Linked DNA regions of Capsicum annuum: region 2 is linked to region 1. A link is a contact called in public Hi-C data. All regions are on one chromosome and are shown on one strand. The core of a region is the stretch at or near the end of the contact, and the rest is flanking DNA. Distances in the headings are between cores, read along the strand shown.

What was found. A called contact is a pair of places that touch in the nucleus more often than the background predicts.
Region 2: a Hi-C map of leaf shows a contact between it and region 1, with 1.9 times the contacts expected there. The contact joins the promoter of LOC107844240 here to the enhancer-like site in region 1. A contact is called at or near these places in 3 of 5 Hi-C or Micro-C datasets (bud, leaf and placenta).

Annotation. Positions count from the first base shown.
Region 1 is chr1:201,119,734-201,122,347 of UCD10Xv1.1, reverse strand. No RefSeq gene overlaps it. Among protein-coding and RNA genes, the nearest start is that of LOC107844196, 25 kb to the right of the region's middle. Within about 2 kb of position 1,312, at least 3 of the 5 cell types and tissues checked have an H3K27ac peak or open chromatin away from gene starts, as enhancers often do. A contact at or near this core is called in leaf, where this site is marked.
Region 2 is chr1:201,252,046-201,254,659 of UCD10Xv1.1, reverse strand. It overlaps LOC107844240 (50S ribosomal protein L18), which reads right to left and starts at 1,295. Exons shown (of 2, transcript XM_016688703.2): 1 at 862-1,295. The coding sequence starts at 1,026.

The DNA.
Region 1 (2,614 bases), core at 63-2,562:
TTACACCATTTAAATATATTTTTTTCCTTAAAATTAGATACTTATACTTAAAATTCAATGTCTGCATACATGACATTTATGATGATTACCATAAAAATTTTAATTTTTTTTTATACATAATATATTTTTTACATAATATTTAACTATGATGTTATAAAGAGGTAATTTTACAAAGAGTGTACCACTGTAATAAACGTCATTGCTGTTTTAGATAGAATATCATTATAGTGAAGTAAAATATAATATGAAAAATCGGTTTAAGGAAAATCAGATCGCTACAATGAAATATTGTTATAGCAAGATGACGTTATAAAGAGACCACATTGTACAACCCTTAAATTTATCTAAAAATTTTGTTTGGAATTTTAAAATTAGCTTTATTTCAATTAAACACAATAATAAGTATAATTTTATTCCTATTAAATACAACAAGATGAAAATTCATTATATAAATAAAATATGTGTAGTTGATCGCCTGATGTGGTCCTGTGGAAAAAATATGCCACATATTAAAAATAAGATGTCATATTCAAAATAAAACTTCACATATATACCATCTGACCATTGCTTCAATGGCATATTCTTTTTTGGAAAAAGAGTTAAACATATATCTAAATTTTTGTGAAATTTATTATAACACGTCTTAATTTTGTGGAGGTCTTATGACCCTTCTTGACTATTTGTTATTGTATTTTTGTGACATATATTTATCCAGTTGGAGTACTTCAAATCCTTACGCGTTGTGCGTGTATTCATGCAGTGATCCAACCAGATAAATATATACTACAGAAATACAACAATAAATAGTCGAGAGAGGTCATAAGACCCCCACAAAGTTGAGGCAGGTTATAATAAATTTCGTCAAAGTTTAGATATATTTCGAACTATTTCCCTTTTTTTTGGATCAAAGTTTAGGTATATTTGGCATGGAGCCACATATAACTATTTTTAAGACATCTCGTAGATGTTTGTTCATGAAATCTAAAATTTTTTAAAGTTAAAATTTAAATTGAAGTTTGGAGTGGTGTTTGACTATAAAAATGAAATGGAATTGTTTTTAAGTGTTGTTTGAGAAATAATAGTGAAAATAAGATTAACTTATTTTCATTTTTTTAAGTACATTTCTCAGATATATTTCAAATTTTTATAATCAAACACTATAACTTTTACTAAAATAAAATAATTTTTTAAAATAATAATACATTCTCAGGATCAAATATCCCAATCAAAAGCAACCATGGACCACATGATGGGTAGAAAATATGAACACTTGCACGAGACGTCAGAGCGTTAAAAGGAAGCAGATTAATTACTGACCATAAAAATGCCTATTGTGATTGAAGAGGTGTCGGGACACGATTCGAGATATTTTCTTCGCTATAATTGTTGGTTACCACATTTTAGGTTGGCTTAGATTTGTTCAATAAATGTTGGTTAGCCCACAATTAAAATGGGAAAAATTACCTAAAACCACAACATAACTATCTAAGCTTTTAAAAATTCGTCCACTTCTTAAAAATACTTAAATCCCAACATTTCATACTTCTTATTATTTTTGAGATACAAGTTAACCCTACATGTATCTAATGTATGTATCTAATGTAATTAACTTGTATCATCAGAGGTCAAATGTTGGAATTTTAGGAGATTTTGAAAGAAGTTGGGATTTTTAGTAATTAATGGTTAATATGTCGGTATATATGTAAAATTGTTAAGAACTCTACGGTATGAAAACAAAACTGTTTGTGACGCTGAACCGAATTCCCGATAGATAAGAGAAAATCGAAAATACCCCTTATCTCATACTACTCTCTCGATACAGAATCTAATATTTTGAAAAAAAATACAATACAAAAATTTCTCATATCGAATTTGAAGTGCCATGCTATTATTACTTAGTATTCATATGGCGAAAGCATAGTCTTCTTTTTTCTCTCAAATAAAAACCTCATACACGAAGAAAAAGTTTCATGATGGATTTTTTCTTCTAAAAATATATCTTCTATACATATCCAATGCATCCAATATTTTATGTGTGGAATACGTATTTCATCCTTCGTATAATGATTCCTCACACGTACTAGGTGACAAAAATGAATCTTACATTTCTAGTTCACTCATAAAATAAATATTATCTAAAATTATACTATCAGAAAACAAATTATCATCCTACATCGAAATAGAACTCCAATGATATGAGAACCGATGGTTTAAATAGGGCCTCATACAAAATGAAAGAAATAACTACTTTTATTTACGAGATATATTTCCTATAATGTTGTTGATGACATCAGAATTGAGAAGTGCCCTTTACTAGATATATTCATTTACCATACAATATGTGATATGTAATCCCTTCGTTCAACAATACTTATTTATTAGATATTTTACTATATCATTCTTAGAAGATAATAAAAATCAATGCATTGATAAATCTATTGAGAGATGAATAATATAGCATGGGTAAAATAGGCAAAAGAGATAAATTATTCATATTAATTTGATAAGGTTCGATATTTTGATTTTTGATTTCAGTATTTTGCGATATGGTAATCGATAGTTATAGTTTGTTCAACTTCGACAATATATCCTCATATAATAGAGTGTAATTACT
Region 2 (2,614 bases), core at 46-2,545, 130 kb before region 1:
AACTGGTTTGGTATGTCTTGGGTGATGCCTAGCCTCCGGCCCCTTATTTATTTTTGGTGCACCTATATGTAGTGCCGGTTTGTGTAGAGGATTGGGTGTCTCGTAATTGTAGGTTCTTTACTTTTTGGCATACGGTCGATTCTGGCCTTGTGATTAATGAATCTATTTACCTGATCCAAAAAAAAAAAAGAAATCTCTGTATTGCCTGAGAATGAACACTTGTGTCATATGGGCTTTTGCTTCCGAATTTCTCAAACGTCTAAATTCCATAAAAATCCAATCTTTAAAAAGGAACATTGTCATTTCAGCTGAATTTTAGAAATTGGATGGTTCTCTTCTGTCCAGCTCCTATGTTTTCCACATCAATCAGAAGAAAAGACTTAAAAAAAAAAATCTCCTTGAATTAACTGATATCATTGCGATTGTATCCCTACTCCGTAGCAACACAACGACAACAACATACCCAGCGTAATCACACAAGTGGTGTCTCGATAGTGTGTACGCAGACCTTACCTCTTCCTCAGCAACACAAAAGACCAAAAATAAAAGAGGGATTGGGGAGGAGCAATCAGATAAGGTGGAAACATATAGTTACAGTTAAGCAGAAACACAACGAAATAATCAAACTATTGTGCCCTCCTTCACATTTTGTTCGACTTAGTTACTATCTACCATCACTAATATTCCAACTTTGTTCAAAAATTTGTTTGCCCATTCACTCTTTATATTAAAAAAAAATGCAGACTGATTCTAATTAGAGCAAGAAAGTGACAGAATAAACCAGAAATTACAGGGCAAAAAATACCCTCAGAAAATAAATAAAATAGTAGAAATAGATGAAGAAAGACAGAAAGAAGATACCTGGTGGAGAGAGAGATTTGAAGGGAAGGGTGTTGAAGAAGAAGACGAAGAAATATTGAGTTGGGGTAAAGAAGAAGACCATGAAAGGGAATTGGGTTTTTGTGATTGAAGGAATTCAGATGAGAGGGAGAAACATAGAGTAGGTGCAAATGATGAAGAAGCCATTCTTCCTCACTCTTCTTCACTAAGCTATTCCTATCCCTGTCAACACAAAACAACACGCACCATATATGGCCTACTACTCCCCCCTCCCTTAGCTTTTTAGATGGAGTAGCCAGGAGTAACAAAAATTAGTGTCCAATCAAAATTAAGCCACAATTTCAATTAGTTTAGTACTATAAATGAAAAGTAATCACTTTGTAATACTCTCTTTTAACCCCATATTAATTGATTATCTTATCAAAAATAAATGTCTCATATAAAATTGTTACCTTGTTAGATCAAATTAGAAATTGTATATATACATACAAATTCACTTTAGAGATTACATATGGGCTTGAAATTTATTTTGTATACAAATACAAGTCTTTAGAGAGATTTGTATTTGAGCCTCAAAGTTCGTCCTCAAACATATATGAATCCCAAAAGTCGAAATATACTATTTAATCTAAATGTTAGCTGTAAATCATAATTATTTTAAATATTAGCTATTTTAGATAATTATCAGTTGATGTTTTCAATTGCACATATTTTTTCCTATTGTATTGGATGCGTAACTTTTTTGTTCGACCAAGATGAATAACTACTTAACTAGGTGTACCATCTTACAATCTTATCCTAATGGGCCTCTATGCATCCCTCATACTGGCCACTAAGCCCAAATAAACTTGCATAGGCCCATTTAAGAGGGCAGCTCCTAAGTTCTATTGGGCTCTTTCCTGCTGGACCTTCGTGCTAAGTCTACCAAGGTGCTTTGTACTAGTCTAAGTGTGCATCGGTCGGTTCGATTTGATTTTATACGTTATTGGTTCGATTTATCAGTTTTTCATTTTTGAATATGCAAAATCAATAATCAACAAATAAGATATTTTTTATCGATTTTTTGTCCTTAATGGTTCGATTTTCAATTTAACCAATAAAAAAATACTCATAAAATAAAAATAGTAACAACTAACATAAAAAAATAGAATCTTAGTTGTCGCCAAACTCCTACACAATATATATATAAGTAGTATAGTTATTTATATATATATATATATATATATATATATAACATAAATTGGGGTAAAACAATAATTTAGTATATCCTTATTGAGTTATCAGTTAACCGATAACCCAATAAGCTAAAATCGATCCATTAATCCAATAATTTTTTTTATAAGATCAATAAAAAAATTGTCAACCCAATAACCCAATAACAATTTTTATCGATTCAATTTATCGGTTGATTCGGTTTTTGCACACCCCTACAAGTCTACAAGCCGAGGTATATAGCTGAATTACATCATATCTTCTTTCTTTTTTGCAAAATTACTAAAAACCTCTGAATAATTCATACGAGTACATAATTCTTTCAAATAAATCTCTTAATTTTATACAGATATATCATATTCTTTCAAATACATCTCTCAATTTTACACAAATACATTATATTCCACATAAATACATCACCTAACTATACACGAATACATCACATACTTCAATGATATATCCAAACTTTTAAATAAAATTAAGAATTTATATAATTATTCAAAAAGGTTGGATTTTAAGTAATTATGATAAAATAAATTGTGACATGATGTAATTTTTCCTT